2 separate regions of the Gossypium arboreum genome follow, and region 2 is linked to region 1. A link is a contact called in public Hi-C data. All regions are on one chromosome and are shown on one strand. Each heading gives the region's core, a stretch centred on a gene start, on an enhancer-like site or on the middle of the called end of the contact. The rest is flanking DNA. Distances are from core to core; before and after follow the strand shown.

Region 1 (4,835 bases), core at 997-3,496:
AAAGCTACTTTCCTGTTAAATTTTCAAAAGTGGGGCAAACCTGATCATTTTCTTTCGTATAAACGATGGCCTTTTCTTTTTCCCTCATTCATAAACGACGACTTTAAAGCAATGGGAAAAATGCAAGACAAGTAACAAGTGTTGAATGTTCTTACAATATCAGCTTAGAGGGATTATTCATGGAACCATCTTTTTAGCTGTACAAAGTAAATTGGTTTATTTAAAAACTTAATTTTAATCCGTACATACGATAAAAGAGCCGTCAAATCATTTCACAAAGTGGAGGTAATCAATGATATGAACTCAATTGGGTTATGATAATTTGGAGGGGCCTTGGCCGCAACTGTGAACCGTGGGGGTGGGGGAGGGGGTCTTAAATTCAATGACTCCAGTCATATCCCACATAGCTGCTCTTTAAATAAAGAACCTACCGAATCATAAATTTCTAGACCTTCTAACTAGTAGGGGTGGTTTCAAATTAATATCTGATTAAATGTGGAAAAGTGATGAGAATATTCAAACAAAGGCAACAGAAGTCAAGCCTTAGAATGGGAGACACACACACTTAAACCAAAAGCAAATGAAACAAAAAAAATTTAGAAAGGGAGTTTGTAACTTAATTAGGTCACCTACCTGTTGTAGCCAACTGCATTTTTTGTGAAGGATCATCATAGACACCCATGGTATACTGCCCGAAAGCAATCCCATTACTATTGCAGCCCAAGGTTGCACCAAGCCTGCAACAAATTAACAAACACTTTGAATGTGTACAAAGGACTAAATTCTTGAAATTAAAGTAGAGAGAGAAAAATTCAAAAGTTCAAAAAGTATAGGGACTGGAAACAAATTAAACTTTTTTTTCTCAAATTCCTGGTACTATAGAGAATTACGATCGAACCTGCTCCTGGAGTGATGCAAACTAGTCCCGTCATCATTCCCTGAACAGCTCCGATAACGGAAGGCTTCCCAAAGAACACAACATCGAGAGATGTCCACACAAGGAGACTGGTTGCTGCACAAACGTTTGTGTTGAGTACCGCTATCGAAGAGTCAATATTTGCAGCATATGGGGCTCCTCCATTGAACCCTGACCATCCCATCCACAGCAACCCTGCACCTGCAAGCATCAGTAAAACATTGTTTGGGGGAAACCTCTCTCTGTCGCTCTTTAGCCTTGGTCCAACCTGTTTGATTTATGTTACCAAATTGTAAGAATTTTATACACGAAATTTGATGATACGAACGAATAGTTTGATTTATGTTACCCAGTATGCGGCTGTGAGACCGGCGATCCCAGAAGAGAGGTGAATAACATATCCACCGGAGTAATCGATGACACCCCAGTGATAAAGAAAGCCTCCACCCCAGAGACTAAAAGCTCCAACAGTGTATGAAAATATAAGCCATAGAGGCACAAAAGCCATCCAGGCCTTAATATTCATGCGGCCGAGGACTGAACCAGCTAGCAAGATAAGGGTAATAGCAGCGAAAGTGAATTGGAAATATACAAGAGAAGCCATGGGAAAAAAGGGCACCGTGGTCTCATAGCGGTCGGTGGTGACCCTGTGCCTACTCTCAGGGACCCTGGCTCGGATAACGAGGTACTTTTGGCCTAGAGCGGGTGCACCCTTGCCCCAGAAAGGGAGAAGTTCATCACCGAAGGCCATGCGGTAGCATACAAGGACCCAGCAAATAAGGACAGCAGCGAAGGCGTAAAGAGCCATGAAGGCAGAGTTGACGGCCCATTTCTTCTTGACGATGCTAGCATAGAGGATTACAAGTCCAGGCATGCTCTGAATCCCCACCAGAGTGGAAGCTGTCATTTGCCATGCATTGTCTCCTTTGTTTAGCCATTGGGGCACTGCTGGGGCTCTCTCATTTACCGTGTAGGCTATCTGATTGGCATCCATGGCTAAACGTAGCTTGTGCTGCGCCGGGTTGACTCGGACGCATACACACCTTGGCAATATCTTTTCTATTTGTAACCGCTCTTAAGTCTTCTTTATATGTTAGGTTGGGTAGAAAAAAGTGAGATGCGTTGTAAGGAACCTTCTTTTTCCTTATTTTACTAAGGATAAAATAAACTTTAGTCAACCTTTTTTCATTTTGACGTGTGAATGGTGATTTGATATTATGCTACATTATCCTATAGTGCTATATCATTTTTCTTAAAAAAAAAAAAAATCAAAATCTAAGCAAAAATTATCAAATTTTAAAATTAATGTAACCCACAAAGTTAAAAATAAGAGACTAGATGTCATTGTGTATATCCTTTTCAATAAATACTTCTAGGTTGTTTTGGTAAGTTGTGAAAGTTTGGTATATATTCTGGATGAAGTTAGACTTTGTGCAAATGGAAAAGATTGATTTAGGAGAAAGGTCTCCGCCTTTAGACCCACATGTGTTGGCCCTAGCGAACTTGCTAGGCTTGATCAGTCAACGCATTTGCCATGTGATATTATAAATAAAATATGGAAAAATATGACAGTTTCATAGGTAGATTTTGCAACAACATTTTTTATGTACATAATTTATGGGTTCTTTTTTCCTTTTATATAATACATATGTCTATAGACCCTCTTAACTTTTAAATAAAATAATAAATATATTTTCATTATAATTAAATTTATGTTTTTTTATATTGACAATCGAACTAAAATTTAATCAATAATTTTATCTTTTAAACTTTAAAATATACTACTATAATCATAGGTGGATTTGGTGGATATTTTAGCTTTTCAATTTGAAAATTTAGTGATATTAATAAATAAGGTGGATTGATGGAAGCTTCACCGTTGTATCTTTAGGGTGTTTTCTAAGAAAAGGAAAGAAATCAATTTTAAAAAGTTATAAAATATTAATTAAATTATTTTAAAATTTCTATTAAAATTATTAACAGATGGTTGATGTGATTGTTAAATCACCGTTTATCATATATATTAGTTACGGTAGTTTCCATGCTGCTTTTAGAAAAACGTTTTGAGTGATTGTTTTATCTTCTAACTTTAAATTATATTTCGGAACCTCCTTAAGTTCAATTTAGTGTTCTTAGAGAAAATAGGTTAGGTTTGATTCATTAAAAGATAAAAAATAAAAAACACTCAAAACATTTTCTTAAAGCCACGTGGAAATTACGAGGCTAATATATGTTATATATGAAAATAATGATTTAACCACTACATTAATATTTAACTTTAATGAAAATTTTGAATAGTTCAATAATCGTTTTGTAAGTTTTAAAGTTGAGTGATGAAATTGTAAAATTTTAAATAGTTTAATGACTATTTTGTAACTTTTGAAATTGAGTAACCAAAGTGTAAACTTACGTATAGTTCAAAAATATTGGGTGTAGTTTATCTTAAATAAATAATATTTAAATGGGCATACAATACTATTAGTCATTAAACTATGTGTAAGTTTTAGTTTTGGTTGCTTAACTAAAAAAGTTACAATTTGGTCACTAAACTATTTGAAAGTTTTCATTTAAGTCATTAAGCTATTCAAAAGTTTTATTTAAGTCATTGGTCTGTTGAGTTTATTATTATTATTTTTTAAGTTCTACCAGTGAGCTCCAAGTGATGATTTGATGATTGGTACAGTGGATCAAGATCCATCAACGAATAAAAGAACATAATTTAGATCCTGGTCGATTTGATGGTCAATGTCGGATATAGGAGAAAAAAGCTATTTAAATTTTGGTTCACAGATTCTAAGTTGTTTCATGAAAAAAAAAATTAAATCGTAAAAGAGAAGGAGAAAGAGAGTTTTCGATTAGTATAAGTAGTGTGAACAGAGAAAGTCATATAACATTAATTTTAATAATCCAATGACTTAAAATAAAACTTTTGAGTAGTTCAATGACCAAATTGTAATTTTTTTAGTTAAGTGACTAAAGTAAACTTTACTCATAATTTAATGGCTAATGGTGTGATTTACCCGATTTAAATTTGATAAAGCAAGTAGCTTTCTCATATCATCTTTGCCTCTCTGGAGTTCGGAGAAGAGCATATGCACAGGGCTGAAGACTATAAGCAGTTTCGGAGATGCCGTGACAGAACTGCTTTGTGACGCCCTTCCAAATAGAATTTATGTATTGTTATTCAATAGAAATTACCCTAATGTTTCGATTGATAGAAACAAGTATTCTTAATGCTGTTTTCAGCAATATTGACTGAAAATGAAAGCAACTTAACTCATCAAATCAAACGATTTTAAAAATCACTACGTAACTTCAAATACATTTAATTCTAATTTCATCTTAAAAAAAAAAAAAGTTTATATGAATCTATTCATTTTGAACTGAAAAAAAAAAACTTAAATTCAAGATGTAAATAACTTGAAATAATGACTCCAAATATTTGATTAGTAAGCTCAAATAATTCCAACTCAAAGGATCAAAAATTAAAGCAATTAAACTTACAACTTATATTGACTTGATTGAAAATTAATTCCATCAATTCAAATTGCACGTAACTTGTAATATTAGGGGTTAAATTATTTTTTGGGTTTAGATTTTTTTTTTTAAGTTAAGTTTTGAACTTGACAATTGTTCTTTTTTATTGTCTAAGTTAAACCTTGAACTTGACAATTATTTTCACATTGAGACTTGAACTTTTTTTTTTATCTATGTTAATATTTGAAAACCCAAAAGTTAATGCTCCAATGTAGGAATAATTGTCACGTTCAAAAATCTTAATATGAGAACGATTGCTAAGTTTAATGTCTAACTTGGACAAAAGAAAAGTTCAAGCCCAAATATGAAAATAGTTACCTAGTTCAAGTCTCAATTTAAGAATAATTGCTAAGTTCAAATTCTAAAATGAAAAAAATTATTA
Region 2 (4,835 bases), core at 994-3,493, 210 kb after region 1:
TGATGGCATCATGGGTCTTCTTTTAAAGGATCTTGCTAGTTCAGAACTTCACCGGTCTGTAAAGCCTCCCATATTCTCTTGCTTTGGGGACATTGCTCTTGCAATAGGAGAGCACTTTGAGAAGTATGTCCCGTATGCTTTGCCCATGATGCAGGGAGCAGCTGAAATATGTGCCAAGATGGAAACAGCTGATGAGGAGATGGTGGATTATGGCAACCAGCTCCGACGAAGTATTTTTGAAGCTTATTCGGGTATCCTCCAAGGTTTTAAGACCGTGAAGCCTGATGTGATGTTGCCCTATGCCCAACATCTTTTGAAGTTTATAGAATTGGTCTCTAGAGACAATCAAAGGTAGTTCTATATTCTTTATTTCCTCTTTGGTGCACTGATGCTTAGCCTTTGGGATCATCTGTAGTTAAAATATGTTTCCATGTTTGCAGGGATGAAAGTGTGACAAAAGCTGCGGTTGCTGTTATGGGTGATCTTGCAGATGCTCTTGGATCCAACATAAAGCTTTTGCTTAAAGACTGCTTGTTTTACGATGAATTTCTATGTGAATGTCTCCGATCTGATGATGAGCAGCTGAAGGAGACTGCAGGTTGGACCCAGGGTATGATTCAACGCGTCATGGTTTTATGAGCTTGAAATTTAGGGCTGAAGGTAAAAGTTGATATCTTGGTCTGTCCTTTTTGCTTGCTATAAAGCTGCTGTCCATCTAGTTCTGGTAAAGGTTTTTCGTAAGGGTCGGGAACCGAAAGTGGTTTACTACATGTAGCTGTGCATTTATTATTTGCAGATTCGGGTTTTGAATTTATCAGGGTTTTCTTAATCCTCATGTGATTGGGTAGAGAAAGTTTAAGTGCTGGCATTGTTCGAGGCCTTTATGTGAAGGTGGTCCAAAAAAAACTTGTGAAACAGTTTTTTTTTTTTTAATTATCTAAATGCATCCTCTAAATCGGTTGTTTGTCGAGTTAATTTCTCTCCCTGATTGCATTGGTTTAATTTCTCATTGAATTGAACAAACTGGATTTTCGTGTGGTTCTGTAAAAAGGATGTATACATACATGAATGATCATCCTAAATAATAATAATTTAGAGCTTGCATGTATGTACAATGCAACTAATTATAACTATTGAAACATGCATCACTGTAAGTCTAGCAAATCATTTTCCTAATTGAAACAACAAATTTTTAACTTTTTCAAAATTTTTAAATTCAATTCTAAATCAGTCTGATAGTATTTTTCATTAAAATGTAGATGATAATAATTTAAATTTAAAAAAAAAAAAATCTTTTTCCGGAATTTATGGCAGATATGATTGCTTTATACGATCACTGTGCTTAACGACAAATACAATGTATCACAACAATATTTAAATACGTAAGGATGAAGTTACCTACAACTCTCTGCTAACTTTTCTCTTTGAATGATATTATTACATTTACTCATTTTAATAGATTTCCAAATAATTTGGATTTTTTTTCTCTTTTTTATTAATTAAACATTTTAATATTGGGGGCGTGGTGTGTCCAGGAAAATGTAAACTAAAGCCACTAATGGTGTGCAAGTGCAACCATAATTATCTCTTGCATAACATAATTAATTAAGCTAAATTATTCATATATGTTGTTTTTTTTAATAGGTCAAATATGTCGTTATTTTTTTAAGACTTAGAGAAGTAGATTGATTTTAAATAAAGTTTTAAAACACATTTAATAAGATAAATTTTTACTAATATATTAAGGAAAATATGTTTAATTAGACACGTCTTTTTTAAAAATTTCAAAAGACACTTTCAGCTGAGTGTGTTTTAATACTCTCTCTTCAAACTTAATCTATTTCCTTAAATCTTAAAAAAAAAAAAAAACCTATTTAACCAGTATATATATATCCACAATTTATCCATAAAAAAGAACACTTGACCACTGATCCAACTTTCTTAAGTAATTTAGCTTAAAGCGACCTGGTCAGTGGTAAGCTAATTTGATCTGCTTCATCTTCTTTATATTATAATATTATACGATGATGATCACAAGGAAATTGATTATCCAGTGGTTATCTTCCTGATTTAGCGAAACCAATTTACCATGAAAAGGAATGTAAAATTCACCCACTAACTCTCCTCATTAGAAAATACATAAAATATGGATTAAATAAAATTTTCCAAGAAATAGCACCTCTAAAAACCTGCCAAGCAAGGAAGAAGACCCAACAGGGAACCTTGATGGAATAATATATCTTTTAAAGATTTGATTGCAAATTCTTTTCTTTAATCCTGATATTATTTTATTCATTTGCCAAATTGTTCCTACATGTTTATCTCCTACTTTATATATACATATGCCAAAATTCAAAGCAAAACAAATTTTGCTCTTAACATCACAAAGATGATGCAATCACAAGACTTTACCCCTTCATGGCCATTGGTGAATTCAACTATAGATCAATTAGAACCCTATGGTTTTAATATGGCTGTCCATTTTGATGCTGCTTCTTCATTCCATACCAGTGTGGATTCCTTCTTCTCCAATGAAATTTTACCATTTTCACCCTATGATTTTGATGACGATCTGCTTCGGGTCACAGTACCATGGGAGGATATTTCAGCACCCTTGGCAGGGCTTGATTCTATGTTGACTGATGGGGTTGAAGAAAGTTTTCCTTTGTCCTCTCAAAGGCAAGATGTATGGAGTCCTTGTTCATCTATAAGATCCAGCGAGGCCTCGACCGATACGATGCAATCGCCACTTACTATGCCAGTCCTAGGAGAAGAAGCCATGGCAATTGATAATCAGTTGCCCTTATTTCATCTGCTCAAGGCTCATGGAGACGCTACAGAGAAGAACCAGACAGACCTTGCAGAGGTAATCTTAAGGTGTGTGAGTGAGAAAGGTAATCCAGTTGGTGAAACTTTGGAACGGATTGCATTCAATTTATCACAAGATATTCAAAACCAAAACAATTATTATCTAATGCAAGAGTCTAGCAAGAACTTTGAGGTTGCCTTCAGGACTTTCTACCAGATATTCCCATATGGAAGGTTGGCTCATTTTGCTGCTACCTCGGCAATCCTCGAAGCCATACCCAACGATGCAGAGCAGCTACACATCGTTGATTTTGACCTTGGAGTCGGGATCCAATGGCCTTCATTGATTGAGGCCATAGCAGGACATTGGCAACATAAGACATTGAGACTGACTTCAATAAAATTGGGAAATGATCACTCTCCATGGAGATTTCAACACACAAGAAGGCTACTTTGTGACCATGCTAGGTCCTTTGGCCTAAACTTTAAAGTTGAAGAAATCGGAATACATGATTTGGTGAATGAGTTCATGGCAATAAAGAAACAAGGTGGTGGTACTAAAGAATGGTTGGCATTCAATTGCATGGTGGGACTCCCACACATGGGCAAAAACAAGAGCAGGAAGCTTGTAAATGAGTTCCTAGGCATAGCTAAACAATTATTGACAAGTTGTGGTGACAATACAAGAACAACAAAAAGGGGAATTATAACGCTTGGTGAAGGAGATGCTTGTGAGAAACTTAAAGATGGTACGGGCTCAAGTTTTGGGGCATATTTTAATGCGCAATTGATGCACTACCAAGCTACTATGGAATCAATGGAATCCAACATGGCAAAGCACCTGGTCCAAGCAAGACTGGCAATGGAGTGTTTGTTTGTAGGGCCTAATATCTGTGCACAAGCTTGGTTCCAAAAATGGAAGGAGATGAATGAAACATGCTATTTCCAGGCAGGGACGACATTGGAAGGATTGAAGGTAAGCAGAGGTAGAGTAATGGAAGCTAAAGAAATGGTGAAAGAAAGGGAAAATTCTTATGAGGTGAGTATTGGAGGGGATTCTGGAAATGAGTTAACCTTGGACTGGAGAGGAATTACACTGGTCAAAGTTTCCTCCTGGAGAAATTAAAGCTAATTCTTCTTTTTAGTACTTAGAGGTAAATTACGAAGACTAGAAGGATTGTTTATGCAAAAATTGTATAATTAGCGAAAACAGTAGAACAAATTTCATTTCCATATTTTGTTGCTTGATTTGTTTTAGTGAAATTTACAAACCCCATTTAACTCTCCATATTTATTTTTTTTTCAACTTAATCCTAATTTTTAATTAAATTTGGTATTAATCTTTTAAAAGAATCAAATATTTTTAATAAAAATGTTGACTAAATTATTAATATTTTAATGATGTTGGTGTAGTAACTTGCATGACACTCTACATCTATTTCATGTTGATATGTCACTATTTATCTTATATGTCATGTTAATAATAATTTAAAATTAAAAAATTTAAAAATTCAAAATTAAAAATTAAAATTAAAAATTAAAAAATATAAAATTATTCATAAAGATTCAAAAAAATTAGCATGAAGTATACATGAATTACCATACAAGCTATCGTGTCTAAAATTTAATGTCTTAATATTTGATTATTTTTAAAAGATTGAGAACCAAATTAACTAAAAATGAAGAATAATGCTCAAATTAACAAAAGATGCAAACGTTAAAGGATTAAATTTGTCATTACACCATAAGTCGATTAATAATAAAAATATTTCGTCGACAGCAGGATTCGAACCTGCGCAGGCAATGCCCAACAGATTTCGAGTCTGTCTCCTTAACCACTCGGACATATCGACACTTTCGGTTTTTTAACGAATATATTTTAAAAATAATCTTTTTCACTCTTGGCTCAAATTTGAAGAAAGGAGTACCAAAAACCTAGAGAATGGAGGGATTCTTGAAGACGATAGACATAGAGTAGCTGATAAATATACGCAACAGTGACATCTGTAGCATCCTGGGAGTTTCCA

Evidence for each region. Hi-C and Micro-C count contacts between places; a contact is called where the count stands out from the background.
Region 2: a contact with region 1 is called in a Hi-C map of leaf, with 2.4 times the contacts expected there. The contact joins the promoter of LOC108458653 here to the promoter of LOC108457716 in region 1. A contact is called at or near these places in 3 of 5 Hi-C or Micro-C datasets (all in leaf).

The regions. Positions count from the first base shown.
Region 1 is chr4:110,973,539-110,978,373 of ASM2569848v2, forward strand. It overlaps LOC108457716 (ammonium transporter 2-like), which reads right to left and starts at 2,247. Exons shown (of 4, transcript XM_053026482.1): 1 at 1,266-2,247; 2 at 899-1,184; 3 at 630-737. The coding sequence starts at 1,910.
Region 2 is chr4:111,182,555-111,187,389 of ASM2569848v2, forward strand. It overlaps LOC108458653 (protein NODULATION SIGNALING PATHWAY 2-like), which reads left to right and starts at 2,244. Exons shown (of 1, transcript XM_017758058.2): 1 at 2,244-4,096. The coding sequence starts at 2,315. The coding sequence ends at 3,934. LOC108460308 (importin subunit beta-1) reads left to right here. Exons shown (of 3, transcript XM_017759756.2): 2 at 1-351; 3 at 441-975. The coding sequence ends at 639. It overlaps TRNAS-CGA (transfer RNA serine (anticodon CGA)), which reads right to left and starts at 4,661; the gene lies at 4,580-4,661.